2 separate regions of the Zea mays genome follow, and region 1 is linked to region 2. A link is a contact called in public Hi-C data. All regions are on one chromosome and are shown on one strand. The core of a region is the stretch at or near the end of the contact, and the rest is flanking DNA. Distances in the headings are between cores, read along the strand shown. Region 1 has its middle 54 kb from the start of LOC103650097. Region 2 has its middle 76 kb from the start of LOC103650093.

Region 1 (4,582 bases), core at 177-2,676, 730 kb before region 2:
TCTGCAAAGAACGGTACAAACCTATACCTAATACAATATTTTCTACTATTCATACGACGTATACGACGCACAGCTGATGATTACATGTACGAGTACAACGTATCATGAATTAAAAATATATATTATAAAAGGATGGTAGTGGTGGCAGAATGGTTGGAGAAGGGTGAGTTAAATGGTGTGAACCGTTTGAGATGGTCATATTTGTACCTTGTAATATATTTTATTACCCTTAAAAGATTTTTTTCCTACATACGATTTGTCTCTAACTCTAACCATTCATTCTATGCAGCTCCCTTTGTATATTGAAACTCAATTAGTTAACACACATTTATTACTTTTTGATTTTTTTTAAAAAAAATTATATAATATTTGTAGTACCATAATAGACATTATTCATATCATAGGGCTTAGGTAGGATTAAAATATATTAATTAACTTATATGAGGAGCATAGTGCTTCCTCTATGTAGACAAAGATATTCATGCCTTCCAGGAGAGCTATAGAAAAAACGTTAGAGGAAATCGCTCTATAGCTCCCCAAAGTGGTGGATCCAATAATGGGACAAAGTAGGTCATAACCTCACCTCATTTTTTGTCTTTATATGTACACCGAATATACTACAAAATTGGAAAAAAAATAGCAAGTATGTGGGGCTAAAACTACAGTTGTACCTACAGTGTAACTCCACAGTCTACTAATACTATCTCCACCAACACCATTTATATACATTCTCTATATCCATCTTTTAAAGTCTCATAAAATATTCTCTCCTTTATATCCCATATCTCAAATGTCAAGTTGTTTTGTAATTTTGTTTAGCCCCATGTGAAATTCTGTCCTGCGTCATACACGGTAAGAGGAGCTTTAGGTATGCCCTTGGAAAAAAAACTTCAGTTTCTGTGATGGACGGTAGATGTGTTGGATGGCAAGATAAATAGGCAATTGGCGCGAGGCAGTGTGGGTGCAATTGACACATTGTCACCACCTGCGTTGCCCATACCGAGATCAAAACGCAGACGTGAGCAAATCACAGATAATCAGATGATCCCGATAATCTGACGGAGTTCGACTCTCTCTCTCTCCTGCTCCTCAATTCTTTATTATTGCCCTCTCGTCGCCAACTACTCTTCTCTCCTTAGCCGATCAATGGCCATATCTCCATGGTACAGATCGTAGTGGCTCTGAACTCTGAAGACTGAATGAGTTATGAGTATGTGTATAGCCAGAAAGAACAAAAGACCAAAACAAACACAAACACTGGGCATTCTGAAGGATGCAACACATAATTTGAGTCTGTGAAAATGCACTCACAGTCACTGATTCAGGGGGGCACAACACAATGCATGAAATTCCAACAAGTGGTCCTGTGCACGTGGGCTAGCGAGGTAGAGATTTTGGCCTGCCAATTTGGCCCATTAAGGCTAGGCCTATACATGCCACGGGACGGGATCACGGGAGGTATGCCGGACGCCAGGCAGGACTGCAGGAGTGCTCTTGTCTCTTCGAGTTCGCATTGTCACACAGCTGCCACTTTGTTGTCCGCTTTCCTTGCAGCCTCTGTCAGATGCCTTCCTCAGCCTGCCACCAGCTCATGTTGCTGCCTTTGTCAGACATCCTTCCTCATGCACCACGCATTCCTCAACCACTGCAGCAGCCAAGTGCTAAAAGATTCTGCTGCCAGGTCCCTTCCTCCTTCCTGAAGATGGAGTTCATGTCCTCCAATCTTTTTCCATCTTGCTACATCTGTTCTGCTTTAATCTCTGATCTGCAATTAATCTTTTCTAGCTTTAATTTGTTGCTGCTAATATCATATCAGACCTGGTAATATGCAGGACAACTAAGCTCGATTAATCGAGCTAGTCGATGAGTAATCACATCCAATCATCTGGTTGGTGCCTTAGCGACCAGGATTCATCAGATAATTTGATAACATTATTGAGTGTCAAACTCAAGTTAAAGTAGTGGGAAATGTGCAATTGCTCTTCTTTTTACATCTGCTATTAATGCTTAAGTTATGGTTGATTGGTTGGTATTACTTCATCTATAATGTGGCATTGTTTTCATGCAATTGATTGATTGGATGGTCAGTGCGAGGGGTATGAACATGTCACACACTAACCATGCAATACGTCTGGATCTCAAGTGTGGCCTTGAGGCAGCTGAGAATTATTTTGCTAACCTCCCTTATCAGCCAAGAATCATCGAACTTACGGCGCCTTTCATATTTGTTATTTCTCAGGAACAAGGAAGACAAAGCAACAGATCTCTACAGCCAGATGGATGAACATAGACCAACAATAATCTGATGCCTCTTTACATGAAGTCAGACCAGCATAGGAAGGTTGATAGTCTCTTCGAGGAGAAAGATGAAAACGGTATTTATTCGGTAATCGGTTTTTTTGTCATTTTTCTTTGATTACGAATAAATAGGATATAGAATCTACTATATAAATTTTGTATTCTTGTTTTTAACATTTAGCTTATAAAGATTTATAAAAGGCAAACCTCAAATTCATCATATATTTTCTCAAATGATATATATAAAATTCGGTATGGATTCGAAAATAAATTCGATAATTTTTTCAAATTTTTTTTGTTGTAGGGAACAAATAATACATAAAATATTTATTTAATATTTTATTCTTATTTGTAATAATGTGCTTGATAATATATGAAAAGATTAACATCAAATTTTATACATATATATTTTAAAATATTATATTTGTCCTAACAGTTCAGATTACCACTATCATCCTGAGGAGATGAAAGTAAAGAATGTTAAACCGGATAGCCTCACATGCTGTATTTTGGTGACAAAAAACTAGCACTACGGCAGGTACAGTCATTTTCGGTGGCTAGAGGCCGCCGAAAATAGGGTCTTCGCTGCCGAAAATAGCTTATTTTCGGCGGCTTTAAGCCTATTTTCGACGGTCTTTGGTCGCCAGAAAAATAGCCGAAAATAAGTGTAATACCCTGGGGTCCACAAACACCCCGGAATGCTACTGAACTACACATCTGACATTCATATATAAAATTTCGGTAGCATCTCCTTTGAAAAATTGTATAAACGAGGAGCAACAGTGTATAAACATATATCATAACAAAAAACATACTAAGCATTATTAATCTGCTAGCAAAGGGAAGTTAAACATAACGACATGAACTGAATTAACCATTGCCGACGATTAGAAAAAACAAAAATCATTTGACATCGAGTTTCTAATTAAATCATGGCTGCAACTGGGCAGCGTTATTATAATAGTGAAGGCGGACGTGCTGCTACTTCTTTCATTCCCAACATGAATCAAGTACCTGCATTAAGTAATGCAAGAGTGAGATGATACATCTCAGCAAGCAAATTGTTTGACGAGATATTTAAACCACAAATTGAATTAAACAACATTTTAAAAGAATCACAATTGAGATCAGAAATACTTATAGATATAGAACTCAATGGTCCCAATATAACTAATACCATCTCATTTTCTCGAACAACCACAATAGGTTGTATAACACTTCCCTGCGTCAACAATACCTGCAGATATCACTTCAATGTATGCATAGGAATGCAATGTGTAGATCCTCTTCCCTCATACCTTTGAGAGTATAAAAACCACATCATCTGCTAATATCACTTCAATGAATGCATATGAATGCAATGCATATGACCTCTGCCTTCATACCTCTAAGGGTATGAAGCCGCATCGTATCCCTCCTCGGGCAACGTACGATGCTAAGTTGTACCGGTACGGTTGGACCATAGGTCACGACCAAACTTCATATGCAAATGAATCATGCAATGCATATGGCATGCTGCATTTATCAATATACTTCACTTCCTTTAGATACAATACAAATCTCAAATAATACTTCATCTTTCTTCAGGGGTGTAAATTAATCTCATGGGTCATACTCGAACCATAATCATCATCCATATATGATAGGGCATCAATATAATACAATCAAGTAAAACATCATCATAGAGTGCAATTATGAAAGAATCCAATAATTCTGAATATTAAAGTGTAGGCGATAGAAATAACAGGTCAAAACGGTAGCAACCACCGCTACATTCACTTGCCTTCATCGAAGACGAAAAATGTACTAGGCATGACTGGAGTGTAGCCACCTGTTAGCGGGCATAAAACTTAGTACAAATATTTCACAAACATTTGCCAACAATCAACAAATCGCTCCTATACTTGAAACCAAGACCCGGTGGAAAGACTCCCACCCTGAACAACATGCAAAACAGCAGCAACGCTGTTTGTTAATTTTGTATCTTTAAAATTATAACAGTAATGATATCAAACAAATACTCTAGGAGTATCTACACAAAATACTCTACAACTTTGATATTCAATGGATACTTAAATTCTGCCATTTATAAGTTCTAAAACATCTGATAAGACAATTGACTGAATCTGTTTCAGACAACAGCATAGTTAACTTCAAAATTTGATATCTCCCAAACTACTCAACCAAAAATTATGCAATTCTGCTGGCAGTAAGAACTTTTATCCCTCTACAAAAGTCTCCATAGTTGTAACAGCCAATTCGGCTATTTACTATATGAAACCCA
Region 2 (4,396 bases), core at 137-2,636:
GTTGGTACCGGCACCGGAGGGGGGGACTTTTTGGGTTGGGGGCCGGCTAGATAGATGGGGGGCTTTTATCTGTTAGCCTGTTAGGAGGGACACCAACAAGCTAAATAAAGGTTCTTGTCGCCAGCAAAATGATTTGGCCTGCATGCCTTTCGTTCGTCAAAGTTAAAACGATCCCCTTTCGTTACAGTATAAGTGATGATATAGTTGCCGGCGTAGACCTTTAAGATGTGCACTTGCGTGAAATGGAATCGGTTGTGGGTTAAGCAACTGGCGGCCGGGGACAACTGAGTGAGTGATCCCAATCTCTAAATAAATCAAATTCTAATAAAAAGAATGTTTTAATACGTACTACTAGCTCAACTATTGAAAACAGAGCACGTACGGCCCGCCGCAGTCTCTTGCTGGGTGGCGCTGGCGCCGTTGGTAGTGCTGTCTGTCCATCACGAGCCCACATGCCTCGATGGGCGGAGACGGAAGTAGTACTGTACTACGTACGTGATGGCTACGGCGAAGAGAGGGAGCAGCAAGCAACACGGATACCGGCGATCAGGACCTCGGGTCTCTCTCCTCCCCACGTAGACTGCGGACGGGATACGCCAGCCATTTCATGGCACTCCGGGTGGGTGGGCGGTCGAGACAAGGCAAAGCAAGCATCTGGCGACTGGAACCGCGCGCCCGGCGCTCGGCATCGGCATCGGCATCGGCACCGGCACGCACCCCCGGCCGTAGTACGCGCTCGGGTCCTCCTGGGGACCTGGCCTTCCGCGCACGCGTTCGTCTCGCCCTGGTAGAAGTAGAAAGGCCTGGAAGCCCGCTCGGCCCACGGGCCGCGACCGTATCCGCAGCTGATGGTCGATGGCCCGTGTCACCCACCCGTCGCGTCGCATCCATCACCTGTCTGTCGCTCGCTGGGGACAGAGACAGACAGATGGGCACTGCCGCTGCGAGGACGGACGTTATTGGTTTCCAACGCGTCGCGCTCAAATGTTGCCCATGTGCTGGCTGCTGGTGCCAGTGGGCTCTCCCTCCGTTGCCTCGGCAGATCAACGCGATTTCCGTTAACTGCCATGGAAGCTATTGTTCAGGAAAAGGAAACCTCGTCACAATCAGAACCTGTGAGTGGTTCATGCTCGGTTGCTCGCTCTTCATTTTTTTCCTATTTCATTGATACGTACTGCTGCTACACTGTACGTATTTGCCCTGGTGCTCTGCTAACCTGTCTGTCCCCGATGGCTTCGCTAATCTTTGAGAGATCTATCAAGTGGTGTGTGAGGCAAACATTGGTCATCGGCCGCTGACGCGACGTCGGACGCGACTGACATGCTGTGCGTCGTGACGCATGGCTGTGCGTTGCAGGAGAGGAAAGAAAAAGGAAGGGACGACGCGGGAGCGGAGTGGTGTCACATCCCTGCGCCCCATGCTCATCTGCGCTCTCCATTGTCAACCCCGATATCATTACGGTTTCCTTACGATCCAGTTTAACAGAAATCCACGCATGTTCACTGCCCCGTACTTAAAAAAATAAAATAAAGCTGTTAATCAGTGCAGTCTACCCAGTGAAATAAATCTCGACCGAGATCCGGTGAAATTCACCCAAATTTCTCGTTCCCACTGTGATCGTAAACCGTTCTCTCTTTTTTTTTCAAAAAAAAAAAATACTTTCACATTTTTAACTTTTAAAAAATCATAATAAATAAGGAAACAATCTATTAAAACCTAGAGGGTCGCAGCGGTTTAAATGTGTATATTATTTTTTAAAAAAACATCATCTGGTGTCAAAAAAAAAATTCGGTGCTCATTCACCCGTTAAACTGGAACCTATTTTTTGAATGGCTATTCACTCACCAAGTCACCCATCTCACCCTCTCTGCTCATTCACGCACTTTCCACACGCACACTCTCTGCTCAGGCGAGCGTCGCCCACATTCTCACTTGCGAGCTGACAAGATCCGGGGTAGCTGTCATTTCTCGTTGAGAATCCATCAGAAACCGCAGATCCAGCAACGACGGTGGGATTCGACAAGTTTGCGACGGGAACCATGGATTCGTCAGCGATATCCGGTAATAATGCGGCGAGAAGCGTCAGTTAGCTGTCGAAAACCAATGCTTTTGGGAGGATTTGGTCGATTAGCGTGCTTACTGAGTGGGATTTGTGGTCTTAATCACTATGCAGAAAAGGAGCCCTCAACTGTTAACTATTAGGGTATTTCGTGTCTCACACATGTAATTCATCGTTGTTATTTATATTGATTTAGAGCATAATCGATGTGTAGTTCATATTTGTTTTACGTTTATTATTTGTATTACAATTGATAGTAATGAGTTGTTTTTATGTTTGTGGCTCTTTTTTTATTACATGACTGAATTTGTTTCATAGTTGTTTGTATTGTTGTAGGTGAAAGGACAGACCTTGTGTGATGACATGGAGAGAAGAATGGTCAAAGTTGGAGAATTCTCGAGTGACCTGGCAAGGAGAATGACAACTGATTGCAATACGTCTCCATCTACTTGGTGGGCTATGTTTGAGTCAGAAACACGACTCTACAACGTGTTGTGAAGCGGCTTCTTGCACAATGTGCTTCATCAAGTGGGTGTGAGCGCAATTGGAGTACATTCACTTTCATTCATATAAAGCTCCGCAACAAACTAGGCTACCAGAATCTACATGAGTTGGTGTTCGTGAACTACAACCTATGTCTACTCATTCAACGTGCATCAGCTACGCCAAAGCCTAGTGAGTTGGATCCTGCCTTGGCCCTCATGGATCTCTCCTTACATAGACATAATGAAGCTATCCGAGAGTGGATGGAGAGAGGGAGATCCAATGCACCTCCAACATTACATGAGGAGTCATCTCTCTCTAATAGTGACACACATGTTCCTAACAAGTTGTTTACATCAATTGCTCGTGAACATGGAGACACAAAAGGATGTTCAGGAATAGGCCAATACAACAGTTGGTGACACCCACCTTGGAAAGAGGAAAACAAAAATTGGTCCTTCATAACGCAAAGGAAAAAGGGTCAAATTTGCTGATAAAAATGCGAAGATGAAGAGGTTGGGACTGAAGAAAGCACAAATAACCCTAGTGAAGGTGATGGTGGCAACAACGATGATGGTAGCCATGGGGATGGTGCGGGTGATGCTGGAATATATGGTGTTGGGGGTAGCTATGTAGGAGGGAGTGGTACTGTGGACTAAGATTCACTAGAGATAGTCAGTTCACCCATGCCTCCCAAGATTTAGATTATGGAGCACCTCATTCACAGCACGAGATGAGAAGCGACCAACGTCATTCGACTGTATATCATAAGAAATAAGGGAAAAAAATCATAAGAAATAAGGGAAAAAATCTATTAAAACCTAGAGGGTCGCAGCGGTTTAAATGTGTATATATATATTTTTAAAAAATATCATCTGGTGTCAAAAAAAAAATTCGGTGCTCATCCACCCGTTAAACTGGAACCTAATTTTTGAATGGATATTCAATCACCAAGTCACCCATCTTTTCTCACCCTCTCTGCTCATTCACGCACTTTCCCCACCCACACTCTCTTCTCAGGCGCGCGCCGCGCACATTCTCACTCGCGAGCTGACGAGATCCCGGGGTAGCTGTCATTTCTCGTCGAGAATCCATCAGAAACCGCAGATCCAGCAACGACGGTGGGATTCGACAAGTTTGCGACGGGAACCATGGAATCGTTAGCGAAATCCGGTAATAACGCAGCGAGAAGCGTCAGTTAGCTGTCGAAAACCAATGCTTCTGGGAGGATTTGGTCGATTAGCGTGCTTACTGAGTGGGATTTGCGGTCTTAATCACTATGCAGACAAGGAGCCCTCAACTGTTAACTATTACGGGGCGTTTGGATCCCTTCGTTTTAAAGGAATTGGAATTCACTCAATAAAGTAACTTATTTAGTTTGGAATTTGGCATTCCACCACTTTCCAAAGTTCAGATATAAGGTTATCTCAAATTCATAGGGTGGAGGATAGGAAATGATTTTATGCATGATTAGAATTTGTTTCTAATCTGTAACTTACATGACACTCTTCGTTCTACTCCTCTATAATAAAAATGTAGCACATAAATATCTAGGACATCTTGCTAATAATAGTATGCAAATATATTTTGTATAAAAATGAATTAGCTTAATTGATATATGCCTAAATTACTATTATTAGAATGGAATTCAATTCCAGTGATCCAAACGGGGCGTTAGGGTATTTCGTGTCTCACACATTTAATTCATAGTTGTTATTTATATTGATTTAGAGCATAATTTGATATGTAGTTTAGATTTGTTTTATGTTTATTATTTATATTATAATTGATAGTAATTAGTTCTTTTTATGTTTGTAGTTCTTTTTTATTACATGACTGAATTTGTTTCATAAT

The links. A called contact is a pair of places that touch in the nucleus more often than the background predicts.
Region 1: a Hi-C map of tassel shows a contact between it and region 2, with 4 times the contacts expected there. The contact joins two enhancer-like sites. A contact is called at or near these places in 2 of 25 Hi-C or Micro-C datasets (ear and tassel).

What each region holds. Positions count from the first base shown.
Region 1 is chr3:54,226,520-54,231,101 of Zm-B73-REFERENCE-NAM-5.0, reverse strand. It overlaps the pseudogene LOC103650098. Among protein-coding and RNA genes, the nearest start is that of LOC103650097, 54 kb to the right of the region's middle. Within about 2 kb of position 1,426, at least 12 of the 20 cell types and tissues checked have an H3K27ac peak or open chromatin away from gene starts, as enhancers often do. A contact at or near this core is called in ear and tassel, where this site is marked.
Region 2 is chr3:53,495,186-53,499,581 of Zm-B73-REFERENCE-NAM-5.0, reverse strand. No RefSeq gene overlaps it. Among protein-coding and RNA genes, the nearest start is that of LOC103650093, 76 kb to the right of the region's middle. Within about 2 kb of position 1,386, at least 20 of the 20 cell types and tissues checked have an H3K27ac peak or open chromatin away from gene starts, as enhancers often do. A contact at or near this core is called in ear and tassel, where this site is marked.